2 separate regions of the Sus scrofa genome follow, and region 2 is linked to region 1. A link is a contact called in public Hi-C data. All regions are on one chromosome and are shown on one strand. The core of a region is the stretch at or near the end of the contact, and the rest is flanking DNA. Distances in the headings are between cores, read along the strand shown.

Region 1 (7,057 bases), core at 2,569-5,068:
CAGCACCTACCCATACACAGCAAGAGCCTGTGTGTCAAGTCCTCTACCAGGTTCTGGGCTCAAGGGGATCCCTGCCTCCTTCAGGAGCTTATAATCTAGTGAAGACATGGACGCAGGCCACTCCACTTGCCACCAGGAGGTCATGGACAAGGAGATGCGAGAAGGATTCTGGGAGGAGGGGACCCCCGAGCTGAAGCTTAAAGGAACAGAAAATAGACCACTGGTTTCCAAAGCCTGGTGTACCTACCACACCATCCACTGAGGTGTGGGGAAAAAAAACAGCAGAACTTTAAATTTCTACTTGCAATGCCTTTTGGTTTAGGTTTTAGCTTATACACACTAAAAGAAGCATGCATGCAGCTGAACAAATAAATGTATGTTTATTAGGGGATGATGAAAATATACTTATTGGAAACCCACCACAAAAAAATTTTGCACTATTGAGATTAGATGAGTAAAGGAGGGGAGGACAGGACACTGCCAGCAGAGAGAAGGGCAAGGGGACACGAGCAAGTACAGTCTGTCCGGGGGCGAGCAATGAGGAAAAAGTGGGGGGGGTGGAATTTGAGGAGACCTGGGGGAGCTGACTGCAACCAGTGTTCTCTATGAAGCTCCTATCTTATCAGAACTCAGAACAGGTACAGGCTACTCCTCCCTCCCCTAAAAAAGAACTGTGAGAAATGAGCATCTGAAATTGACTGAAGAAATACACATAGAAAAAGACCAGAAAGACATACCAAGCAGTTAAAGGTAGCTATCTTGGAGCAGTAAGATGGGTGACATGTATTCCTCTCCTTCTCTGCATGTAAAAATGTTTAAATAAAAGCCTGTGTTACTTTAATAATCAGAGAGACACACAACACACTGTTGAAATGCCTTGGGGGAATCAGCTTAAGGGACTAGACTGAGGCTTCCACGTGGTTGTCATTTTGAATTGATGAGAGCGGCACTCTTGCGAGCACTTGAAATCAGAGAGAAAAACAGATACAGGAATTTCCCTGAGCCCAGGCTAATTAGACCATTTAAAGACTCAGAAAAAAAAAAAAAAAAAACATATTGGGCCTATCACAAAAACATGCATCCTTGTTTGAAAGATAATGTGAGATGGGCATGACTCAATAAGCTCAGAAATTCCATTTCTAGATGAGGGTTACATTGAACTTTTAAAATGTACCAAACGATTTGCTTGAGAACCATCCATACCAACCATCTACCTTATTTCCATGCCATTCTTCTTTTTCTGGGATCCAAGTAATGAGGTAAACCCTTCAGTACCAGGATCAAGAACAACCAATTTTAAAATCGGCCACTTTCTCTAGTTACTTTATCCCCTGGTCAGCGAGGCAAACCCTCCCCTAAATTCTCTCAGGACCACTGAAGCCATCTTCAGAGCCTTCGAGCTGTTTCCTCTTCCGGGTAGGGTGTGGGAAAGAGAGCCTCCCAGAACTGGATGGACCACTCAACTCCCAGTGGACGCTGCAGGGTTGGGGGATGGGGGAAGGCTGATTATGATGGGGAAGGGGAGGCAAAGTTTTAACCTACATTTGCTAAAAAGTTAGGGTTTGTTTTTTTTAATTCAACATAAACAGAAGTTTCTATCTTGTACACAAGTCTAGCAACAGCTTCTTTACATCAAGTTTCACCTGCTCAGTTAACAGTCACTAATGGAAAAGCACAAACTCCTCCAAAGTATGATGCCTAAAAAGAGACACAGGGGCAAACTCCTCAAATGCAGATAAACTACCTCTTGTGGTCAACACCGATTCCAATCGTCTTTCTGAGCTCTAGGCTGTGTCGTGTGCCAAGGATGGTACACTACGAAATATAGGTCACTGGGGCTCAAACCACGCGCGTACACAGACACGCATACCTCCTCACAATACAAACTGCCACACACACATGCACACATAAGCTTACAGCTTGGTTTTCAGAACTCTCTTCCCACAAACCTCCCTTGAGCTCTGCCATTTTAACTCTCCGCATAAGTTAAACCCCAAGACAAAATATTCACCCTCTCCTCCTCCCCCACAAAAACCCTCAAGGGACACAAACAATGGGTCACCTTGCAGAGGGTACCACACACAGCTTCCCTAAGAGATTCAGCGCAGGCAGAATCGATAGGTGAATTATTATTACAATAAGGCTTTTATCATTAACCCTTGATTTCCTGGCCCGAGTTTGCGTCAGTCCTGTAACCCTTTCGCTCCCAGTTCGCCAGTCGAAGCCACGCCTAGGCAGGCTCAGTCATTACCCCGGACGAGCGCCCCCTCCCCCAAGTCTCTCCATCGGAGGGGCACCTCCCGCCGGGCATTTTCCGGGGACCTGGGGATTCCTGGCACGTGCCGGAGGCGACCTACTGTGCGCTCGCCAGCCTCCCAGTGCGGCGCGTTCCTAGACTTCCCGAGTTGGGGGCACTGGGCTGGGCGCAGTAAAGGATTCTGCTCGCTTCCAGAACTCCCCAGACCCAGCAGCCCGCCCCCTTCTTCCGCCAGCCTAGACCCCCCCCACCCCCGAAGGTTGCGGCGGGAGGAGGCGCCGGGGGGCTCCGAGCCGACCCGCGGAGTGCGCTCGCGGGGCTCCCCATTCCTCCCCACGCCGGCCCTCTCCGGACTCGGCTTTTCCGGCGGTTGGATGGGAGCAAACTTCCCGGCGCCCCCCAGCGACCCTGTCCGACTCCACTCGGACCCCAGGGGCGCCGGGACTCGGCAGGACGTGCGGGAAGGCAGAGGTGGGAAGGGAGGTGGAGGTGATGGGGGCGCAGCGGCAAAAGGAAAATCAACAACCGCGCGACTCTTACCTATCAACTCCCCGGGCACCTCGGAGCTCTCCTCGGTCATGGTGGCCCTCTAGGTGCGGGGGGTGCTGCAGATCCAACTCTGATTTACGGCCCCCCGCCCTCCCCCCGAGCCCCTCAATTTCTTAGAGGCAAATGCAGCGTGCAAATAGGAATAAGCAAGAAAGCGGGGGCGGAGATAGAATTCTGCCGCGTCCCCAAGCCCCACAAAAAAAAAAAAAAAAAAAAAAGAGTTACAAAATCCAAGGTGGGTTTACGGTTGCTGCTACATGACGCCTCCTTGCAGTTCCCGGCGGCGGAACGGAGACCCCAGCTGGATTGGGAGCGGGCGCGGGGCCGCTGCGGCGCTGGCTCGGGCTCCCGGCTCGTGGCTCCCGGCTGGCGGCGGCACTGCTCCGGCCACTGGCAGCTCCCGCCCGGTCCCGGCGCCGCACCTACGGCCCTAGGTGAAAGCGGAAGGCGTGGGGAGAGGCGGGGAGAGCGGCGCGGGGCGGGGGACCAGGGTTTCCTCGCGCTCCTGCCGGGCTCCGGCGAGGCGGGGGCAGCTCCGGCGCTCCTCCTCCTTCTTTTCCTCCTCCTCCTTCTCCTCCTCCTGCGTTTCCTCCTCACCTCGCGAGACCCGACCTCCGCCAGCGTCCCAGGCCGGCCTCCGGCGCCCGGGCACACGTTCCCCGGCGCGGGGCGCACAGCCCGGAGGCACGCGGCGCCGGCCTGTGGCGGCGGGCACGGCGCCCCTCCTAGCAGCCTCCCTCCCGAACCGCCGAAGCCTGGTGCATGGAGAGGGGGCGAAGGAGAGGCGAGAAGCCCTGGAGCCATCTGCTGGCTGCTGGGGAGGACAGCGGGGTGGGCCTGGGCTTCCCGATCCCGCATCCCCGCGGGCCGAGGGCGCCAGGGGTTGGGAAGCTGCAGACCCGCGCAGATTCCGCAGACCCATCTGCAGGGAAACCGCCTCTTTCTGGGACCCCTCTACGCCCTTTCCTTTTTCAGCCCTCCTGTGACATGTTGGCATTTCCTCAACGTTATTAATTTTCCATTTCGGGGAGCGGGAGCTAGACGAACCCTGTAAACACTAACCATATGGTGAGAAAACACTTTTTGTGTGTGCTCCGCGGGCGCGCCGCCGCCGGTTGCCATCTCAGACATTCCAAATGGGAGAGCGCCCGGAAAATGCCTTTCACTCGCTGCGGAACCTCTTTTAACCCCGGGGCATAATGGGGCAGCTGAGCGTTATTCTCAAACCCCGGAATAAGCCTGCTGATAGGTCTGATCCTGCCCGGCCCAGCTCCCTCCAGCTTTCCCTGGGCCCCACCCCCGGAGGAACAACTTAAGGGCAGGAATCACTGGAGCGCCGCAATTGCTGCCTTACTGCCTGACGGCTGGGAATGCCTGTGGAATCTGGTTGTTTTTACAGGACAGAAGGAGAGGAGAGAGAAAAGCAAAGGGCATCCCTACGCTTTGATTGATAATCTAGTTTTAAACACTGCCGTCGACCTTGGATCCCCAAGAATAATCTTCAGCCTCTCAGCAAGGTGTTCCCAATGAAGCATTTACCTATCTGGTCCCTCCCCACCCTTCTAACCTCTCCCACTCCGCATGCTTAACAACCGGGCACTCCAAAACTGTTTTGCCATTTGCTTTTCTCTTCCTTTTAAGATTATCTGATTCTTATCTGTGTTTTTGATTCCAGCCCAATGTGTACCTTCTTTGGAGAAGATTCTCCAGAGTTTTTCAGATGACTATGATCCCTTTATTCAAAACCACTAGAGTCTATTGCCTGTAACACTGCTTTCTAAGCTCAGCCACACAGCGCCTTGTTTAATTACTCGTATATTTCTCTAGTTTTACTATTCAACACTTGCATCGCTCCCTGAGTTTGGGTTTGTCTGCCCAACTAGACCCTAGGTGATTTATTTTTATTTTTTAATAACCGCACCTACTGGCATATGGAAGTTCCCCGGCCAGGAATTGATTCCGAGAAGCAGCTGCGACCTACCCTGAAGCTGTGGCAGAGCCAGATCCTTTAACCCACTGCTCCAGGGCCTGATCCATCTGCCGCCTTGCGTGGGGTGGGGTGGAATGGCGCCTCAGCAGACAGATTCTTAACCACCTTGGGAACTCTGTGTCACTGTGGGAACTCTGACTGGAGGCCATTTAAGGGATGTTATCTCAGATTTTTGAACCTCCTCAGCAAACTTGTGCCAAATATATGTTCAATAAAGATTTGTTAACTGATTGGTCTTAGAGCTTTGGACCTCAGACTCCCTACTATTTCTCAAATGTTGGCAGTTTATTTAAGCTAGCTATGTCCTTTAGGCACTAAGTATCTTTTTTTCTGCAATAAATAGAAACTAACATCTCAAAACTATCTTCCATTCAACAGTGTGTTGTTAAAAAGGTTTTTTTCTGGCACATACCAATGAAGTTTCAGAAATAGCCCTGAAGCTTTCACACCATGTAATAACTGATGAAAGTAAAAACAAAACTATTTTCCCCCACTGGCCTGGGGTGGTTGGACGAATAAAGGACAGGCTGCATCACATTCCTGTAATTAATTCAGTGCTCCTTGGCACCTTTCAAAGGAAACTGGGGTTTCCATAAAGAATCAGGTTTTTTCACTGGAGCAGGATCCTGATTGAGTCCTATACCTCTGAAGGCATGGATTCACATGAATCGCCTATCTTAATAATCAAAAAGGACTGAATGATTTTGGAGATGAAAATCATTTGCTCTTGGGTGCAAAACGCAAATATGTTTGAGAATATCAAGCAGAGAACTCCAAGAAGCACCGTTTCTTTTTTTTTTTTTTTTTTTTCTTTTTAGCTATTTCTTGGGCCGCTCCCGCGGCATATGGAGGTTCCCAGGCTAGGGGTCCAATTGGAGCTGTAGCCACCGGCCTACGCCAGGGCAGAGCCACAGCAACGCGGGATCCGAGCCGCGTCTGCAACCTGCACCACAGCTCATGGCTGTTAACCCACTGAGCAAGGGCAGGGACTGAACACGCAACCTCATGGTTGCTAGTCGGATTCATTAACCACTGCGCCACGACAGGAACTCCAGAAGCACCATTTCTAATGCTATAAAAACCAACAAGTAGTAATTATCCCTTCAAGGCCAGGGGGGTCAGTTTAGAGAATACATTTCAAAGTCTGAAACTTGGGGATTGAAATCCACCCACCCCGATAACACTGGGAATTTTCTTCAGCATCCCTGCCGTCCAACTTCTATACCTTTAAGTTTATCCCTGTCATCATGGTCTTAATTAAGAGAGTGATTAAACCACTACCTGAAACTGATGGCAGCTATAAAATGTGATTACCTATAGCTTCATCTAAGTAAATGCATGTATGTGGTTGTGTTTAAGCATCACAATGAGCACTAGTACAATGAAAGCTATTAGAAAGGAGAGAAAACTGGCTTTTCAGAGAATCCCTACTGTACCTGAACGTTTAGAATGTTAAACACTGTTGCAATAAATTTAACACATACGTAGTAACAAAACTGTTTTGGAAAATTATACATGGCCTTTTATTTTTTAGTTTCGAGATATACGTTGATGTCTCTATAGTATATTTTGTACTGCCTAATGGTGAAAAAAAATATGAATTTAAAAAGCTGCTGAAAATACTTAATGTCTATAATGGTCCAACATACTATCATGAGAATCATATCATATAATGATCCAACCCATGGAGACAAAACAAAAAAGTTCATTAAAAACATCAGCAAGCTCGGAGTTCCCATCGTGGCTCAGCAGTAATGAACCCAACTAGTATCCTTGAGAACATGGGTTCCATCCCTAGCCTCGCTCAGTGGGTTAAGGATCCAGCATTGCCTTGAGCTCTGGTGTAGACCGAAGACATGTCTTGGATCCTGCATTGCTGTGGCTGTGGTGTAGGTCGCCAACTCCCATTTTCCCCCTACCCTGGGAACCTTCATATGCCTCAGGTGCAGCCCAAAAAAGCCAAAAAAAAAAAAAAAAATCAGCAAGCCAACAAAAAATTCCATCATTTACCTAAATCAATTTCTAATCTCGCTTTCTACATTGAGAAGTGGTTTTAAAAGTGGAAGATGTTCAGGTATGTGGGAGCCAATGATATTTCCACTCTCCAAATAGTGATTCACAGACTACCTCCCCACCCTTAGTAACTGCTATTTGTTAGGGGCCTTCAGGAGGTATGTGGAATCTGAAAAAAAAAAAAAGAGAGAGAGAGATACAAATGAACTTATTTACAAAACAGAAAGAGACTCACAGAGTTTGAGAGC
Region 2 (7,057 bases), core at 1,826-4,325, 67 kb before region 1:
AGTTGGCGGGGAAAGTCAGGTTCTTGATGGCCATGAGTTACTGGCTGGGATCCAAGCGGGACGGCGGGAGGACCACCATGAAAGCACCATCCATAAATACCAAGAGGTGGTGGCAGGAGGGTTGGCTGCAATCTGTGGATGATTTTTTCCTGGCCAGTGGCCATGGTCAAGTTAACAGTAAGGCTTATATAGGATACAGGAGTTGTAACTTGCAAAGCATTTCTCCATGTACCAGCTGAGTAATTTACATGTAACAAGCCTGTCCACAGCTAATGGAGAGCCATGCAGGAGGAGCTTATTTATCCTTGGAAAAGTTACTGCCAAGCAAAGCCAATCTGAAGACAAAAGCGAGAGATGCAAGACTTGCCTTTGTAGCACAAGAGACATGGATTTGAGCCAGAGAATGACTGATTAATGTGGGTATCTTTCATTGATTTCAGGTAAAATCGATGAGCTTTTAGCAATTTTTCCAATCTAGGCATTTTTATCTACAAGCAGGCCACCAATGGGCCTTCTACATTGCAAACGCCTGGATTCTGGGTCCCAGTTCTTTTATGATCAAAGGATAAGGGATAAATCACACACAGAACTACCAATTCTTCCTAGTACCCTGCTTCCCATTCACGGTTTCTCTAGCAGTTAACGCCTACAGATGCTCCCCAGGGTTATACACCTTAATCTTCCATTAAGTTTAATAAGTTCCATAAGGCACAGTTTGAAGATGTGGAAAACTTAGCCTTACATTAAAAAAAAAAAAAAAAAAAAAAAAAACCAGAAAACCACAAAGTACCCCTGTGTGTACTGGACAACCAACAAAGGGAGAGACCAGGTCCCCAGGGCATGGTTTTGGTCTCTCCACCCATCCTCACTGGTCCAGTCCCCTGGGAACTCTTAGGAAATGATGTGAAGATGACTTTCTATTCTACCCACGACATATGCGGCCAGCTTCAGTAAAAATGCAAGGTGTCCACTACTTTCTAAAACAGAGGACCTGGGAGTTCCTGGCTAGCAGAAACCAACCTGATTAGCATCCATGAGGACGCAGGTTTGATCCCTGGCTTCGATCAATGGGTTGAGGATCCGGTGTCATGGTGAGCTGTGGTATAGGTCACAGATGCGGCTCAGATCCTGCGTTGCTGTGGCTGTGGTATAGGCCACCAAATCTGCGGTGCAGCTCTGATTCGATCCCTAGCCTGGGAACCTCCATATGCCAAGGATGCGGCCCTAAAAAGACAAAAACAAACAAACAAAAACAGAGTACCTGTCCGTGAGTGCACTGCTGAGCTTCAATAAATACTGAGCCTCGACAAAAAATACTGATCCACTTATGATTTTTAAAAATAAACAATGTTGCCATGAAAGGAACAAACAAAAAATCCATTTAGAAATGTTTTCTTGCAGATCCACCATCATATCACGTAAGCAAAAGGGTGCTGTCTTTCTGATTTGTGGGGCAGCCCTACGCCTAGCACACAGAAGTGATAAAACTAGGGGTTTTTTTTTTTTTCATACTACCAGGGGTAATTAAAACAAGAATAAATATCATGTATTGTACTAACAATACTTCCTCAATATTACACTGGGCATTTCACACGTGTCATTTTCCCTTAATTTTCACAAAATAGGGTGGGTCACCATTGTCCCTTTTTACAGGGTAGGGCTCTGCAGCTCAGGAGGTTAAATAATTGATCCAAGGGCAGAATAGAGAAGCTTCAATTCCAACTAGTACCTGTCCAACTTCCAAGTCCTGTGCTCTTAACCACTGTGCTACAGGGTCACACACAGGTGCAACTAAACAAGCAAGAATGCAACGTAATATCCAACTAAATGCACCAAATACACTGCAGTGAGCAGCAAAGTACACCTTTAATTAATGCCAAAAGTTATGAAAACAATTTGCCATCCCAGTCTGTCCACATTTGTTCTCTGAACTTGACTTTACCAAGGCCTGGAAAATATGCTGCTCACCTCTTTTTTTTTTTTTTTTTTGGTCTTTTTGTCTTTTCTAGGGCTGCGCCTGCGGCATATGGAAGTTCCCAGGCTGGGGTCCAATCATAACTGTAGCCACCGGCCACAGCCACAGCAACTCCGGATCCGAGCCAAGTCTGAGACCTACACCACAGCTCACAGCAACACTGGATCCTTAACCCACTGAGCAAGGGCAGGGATCGAACCCACAACCTCATGGTTCCTAGTCAGGTTCGTTAACCACTAAGCCATGATGGGAACTCCTGCTCACCCTTTTTCGCCGTCAAATACAGCAGAATCTAGAGCTGCTCCATTGAACAGAAACAGGAGTTGTGGCTGCAGGGGGTTTTTTTTTGGGGGGGGGGGGTCGTTTTAAGTCCACACCCAGAGCATCAATTCCCAGCCAGGGATTAAACCCCTGCCCTAGCTGCAGCAACACCAGATCCCTTAACCCACTGCGCCAGACGGGGTGGAACCCTCACCTCCACAGTGACCTGAGCCACTGCAGTCAGGTTCTTAACCCTCTTTGCCACAGTGGGAACTCCTGCAAGTTGACCGTTTCTTGCAGCCACATTTTTCAAAGTAAAAACAAAGAGGGAGGAAATTAACTATTTAACCAAACAATCCAAAATAGTTATCCTTCAAACATGTAATCCATAGAAAAATCATTACCGAGACATTTCACCTTCTTTCTTTCATAGTCTGAAATCCAGTATGTATTTTACATTCACAGAACAACTCAGTTCAAACTGTCACATGCCAAGGGCTTGGCAGCTCCATATCAACTCAGCCACAGAGCTGGGCCACACAGACACACACCCTGAGAGTGACACATACGTGCAAAACCCCTTCACCCATTAGCCTCATGTTTCTCTGATGACCGGAAGAGAGAACTCTCTCTTGCATCTGTATGTATACGTGCCTGGGATGAGGTTACAGGGACCCCACCCAGACACTGCCTGAAATTCCACCACTGCCACTTCCACTCCGGTCTTTAAACGCTGTGCTTCAAGCTGTTCTAACAAAAATACTCCTGAGCAGAACTCTGTGCTGATAGCATCAGCAAACCTTAGGTCACCCAAAGGGAAGGAACTGACAGTGTGTCCAGGAGGAGGAGACAGAAGACAAAATGAGATAAGCAACTTTCAGCATGCCTAAGCTCTGGTACCACCACAAAGTCCCTCTCTCAAATTCCCTTTGTCCTCAGCAACTTGGAGGAGTTACTGAAATAACTCCTGGTCAAGAATAACTTACGTCAAGAAACACGGAAAGAAAACTGCTTACTAGAGGCGTTTCCGTTGAGGCCCAGCAGTCATGAACTCGACTAGTATCTGTAAGGATTCAAGTTCGATCCCTGGCCTTGCTCACTGGGTTAAGGATCTGGCGTTGCCATGAGCTGCGGTGTAGGTCACAGACACAGGCTCAGATCTGGTGTTGCTGGGGCTGTTGCGGAGGCTGGCAGCTAAAGCTCTAATTCAACCCCTAGCCTGGGAACTTGGTGCAATCCTAAAAAGAAAATAAATAAAATTTTTAAGGAAAACTACTAGAGCGTCCCCAGTTTCCAACCTAAGGCCAACACTGCCCACAGGGTCCCACAAATGGAATGCAGGGACCAGCTGAGCCCATTCTCGGCTGAGGGGAACCCTAGATTCCAGGCCAGGAGACCACGGTGGGAGGGGTGGGGGTGGGTAGCATTGCCTGGTCACCTGACCTCTCAGGAGAAGTCACAAAGTTGGATTTTCATGTTTATCACCTGAGTGTTCCCTCATTGCAACTCCTACAATATTTCAGATAAGCATGTACGGCTAAACAGAAAGTGGCTGCCAACCAGATTTTGAGGGAGGTGGGCAGTGCCCGTTTGCAAACTCAGGTATTTTCAGACACAAGTGAAGATGCACGTAGGCGCACTCAGCATTTATGCTGCACCACATTTCTGCCACCATCTTTGCTCCCTCCAGAGGTGCCAAAACCATACGCTTCAAGCTCTAAGGCCAAGAGCAGCACGGAAAGCAAGAAAGGACAGGCGAAGTGCAACACTCGTCTCCTGGGGCACCTTCACCTATAGCATGATGGGCTGGTTTAGTCCAGTGCAGTGTCAGGAGGGGCAAGATCTGAAATCAGCTGGAATCCACGTGCTCATAAAGAAGGGATGGCCACCTCTCAGGGCCACACAATTGTCCCAGTCAGTGAACAGACCCAGGGCAGCAGGAGCTACCAGTTTCTTAAAAAGACGCCAAAACTACAGATTTTTCTGGAAGACCTCCTAATCATTAAATGTTGGCAACTAATTCAAATCACATTCCAACGTCGCATGAGCCAAATTCAGCTCAAAGGAACACTCTGAGTTCCCCTATGGTGCCACAGATTAAGGATCTGGTGTTGTCACTGCAGTGGCTCGGGTTGCTGCTCTGGCTCAAGTTCAGTTGCTGGCCTGGGAACTTCCACATACCTCGGGCACAGACCAAAAGGAAAAAAAAAAAAAAAAAAATCACAGGACCAGCCCTCATCACCCCCAAATCAGGACATCTCCCGAGAGCCACCCAGCCCCTTAAACCTCTAATTCTCACAGCGCCCCTACAGCATTAACTTTGACCTACTTCCTGTACCCTGGGCTGGATCCTGGAATTAAAGGACATTAGTAGAAAAACTGATAAAAATCTAATTGAAGTCAGTAGTTAAGATAACAGTATTGTACCAATGTTAATTTCTTGGCTTTGATAAATTGACTACCTTTAAGTTGTAAAGTTAGAGAAAGCTGCCGAAAGGTACGTGGGAACTCTGATCTACTTTGGTTACTTTTCCGTAAGTCTAAAATAACTTTCAAATAAAATGTTCTTTAAAAAAAAAAAAAAAGGAGTTCCCATCGTGGCGCAGTGGTTAACGAATCCGACTAGGAACCATGAGGTTGCGGGTTCGGTCCCTGCCCTTGCTCAGTGGGTTAACGATCCGGCGTTGCCGTGAGCTGTGGTGTAGGTTGCAGATGCGGCTCAGATCCCGCGTTGCTGTGGCTCTGGCGTAGGCAGGTGGCTACAGCTCCGATTCAACCCCTAGCCTGGGAACCTCCATATGCCGCGCGAGCAGCCCAAGAAATAGAAAAAAGACAAAAAAAAAAAAACAAAAAACCAAGATGACTATTAATTATGGGAAAAATGAAAAGTTGGTGAGAAAAAACAAAAAAAAAACTCGCAGTTCCCATTGTTGCTCAGTGGTTGGGAACCCATCTAGTATCTATGAGGAAGCGGGTTCGATCCCTGGCCTCACTCAGTGGGTGGGGGATCCAGCATTGCCACGAGCTGTGCTGTAGGTCGAAGATGCGGCTCAGATTCTTCGTTGCTGTGGGCGTGGTGTAGGTCGGCAGCTGTAGTTCCGATTCAACTCCTGGGAACTTCCATATGCTGCAGAGGTGGCCCCAAAAAGCAAAACACAAAATTCATAGAACTGTACCCTACTCAAAATGTTAATTTCATAGCATGTTAATTTCTAAAATGTAATGTTTTAGAAAACTTGCTCGTAAACAAAAACACAAATTGCCTTGAATCTTCACTCTGTGATAGACTGGGCGAATCCAGAATGTACCAGAACAGGTCCTGTCCTTTGCTTTATAATGTATATATATGCAATAACCAGTGAGGCACGGGATCAATGAACTTTTACTAAGACAGCAAATGGCTGCATTTCGGTAGCTATGATTAATTGGACTTGAACTGAGAAAGGTGCCAAGTACTCAACAGCTTTTTGGTCTTAGAATACAAATTAACTTATAACCGGAGGACTAGAGACATTCTTATCCAAACAAGAGAGGCAGAACTGAAGTAATAAATGCAAAAGCTTTGGCATGGAATAATGCAAACTGCACAAGAAAAGGCACCGATCAGTGCCTCTTGCAAATGAGATTACTAACCTACATAACGTACAGTCTATTCAAATCGGCCAGCGTTTGAAACAGCGTGTTAGGTTACAACACCCTTACATCATCACATTTCCAACCACCCCCTTTCCATCTTTTTTGTTTTTGCAAGAAGGCGGGATACACACATAAATAAGCCAGTGTATTTCCAAATGTATAGAGAGAGCTGAACCATGAATGCGACTCACTGGAATGATCCTGTATAAAAAGCTGGAGGAACTCTTCTCATTTGCATTCTGTCTGCCTTTCCTATTATTATGGTCTTAAATCAACGTGACATATATAGTAAATATACTTAATGGAAAACATGAAATAAAATAATTAGTTTTATGAGTGCTTTGTGGCAAACAGATTTATAGTAACTTGAAGCCACAAGAATGCCCAGAGCAAGAAATAGTCATTCTTGTTTAACAAATATTTATGAGGCGCTATCATAAAGCAACCTATGCGTTTCAGCCTTGAGGGGTAAAAAAAAAAAAAAAAAAAAGGAATAAAGACCTCTGGTTCTGTGGAACTTCTATTCTAGCAGGAGGGAGGAGACAAGGAGTGAATCAGTAAATAAAATACAGCCTGTTTGATTACGCTAAATGTTAAGGAATAATGAAGTAGAGGAAGGGGACAGAAAGGAGCAGAGGGGTGTTGAAAGTTAAGAAGGATGCTCAGGAAAGCCCTCACTGGACAAGTGCCACTTGAGGAAAGACGTGAGGTAGCCGTGGCCGCATGGAAATAAAATGGGGTTCTCGCAAACGCAAAAGCTCTGAGGTGGAAGCAGGTGTTTCAAGGAGGCAAAGGATGAAGGGGAGAAAGTCATGGGGGAAAGTGAGCAGTGGAGTCAGAGTGACAGGTGCCTGGATCGCGAGTAGCTTTCAGGTCACAGGAATGACTTTGGTTTTCCTCTGAGAGAGATGGCAAGAGGAGGGGACACGATCTAAGCATGTCTAATAACCAACTAAAGGGGATCAGGCCGGAAGCAGAGAGGCCAGTGAGAAGGACATCCCATTAATCCCAGTGAAAAATTACGGTGGTCTGCTCCAGGGTGATAGCAGTCAGGTGATAAGAAACGGATTCTGAAAATATTTTGAAGGCAGAGCCTATTGGATTTGCTGATGGGATGTGAGAGGAAAGATAATTCAAGAGTGACTCCCAATGTTTTGACCTAAGTTCACTGAGATGGAAAGACGG

The links. A called contact is a pair of places that touch in the nucleus more often than the background predicts.
Region 2: a contact with region 1 is called in a Hi-C map of liver, with 3 times the contacts expected there. The contact joins the enhancer-like site here to the promoter of CARMIL1 in region 1. A contact is called at or near these places in 5 of 47 Hi-C or Micro-C datasets (embryonic fibroblasts, fibroblasts, liver and 2 more) and 1 of 2 datasets of contacts at active chromatin or transcription factors (alveolar macrophages).

What each region holds. Positions count from the first base shown.
Region 1 is chr7:20,033,191-20,040,247 of Sscrofa11.1, reverse strand. CARMIL1 (F-actin-uncapping protein LRRC16A) reads right to left here and starts at 3,818. Exons shown (of 37, transcript XM_013977486.2): 1 at 3,404-3,818. The coding sequence starts at 3,803.
Region 2 is chr7:20,099,354-20,106,410 of Sscrofa11.1, reverse strand. The region is part of intron 2 of CARMIL1 (F-actin-uncapping protein LRRC16A); the gene reads right to left. Among named protein-coding and RNA genes, the nearest start is that of CARMIL1, 66 kb to the right of the region's middle. Within about 2 kb of position 3,075, at least 4 of the 83 cell types and tissues checked have an H3K27ac peak or open chromatin away from gene starts, as enhancers often do. A contact at or near this core is called in liver, where this site is marked.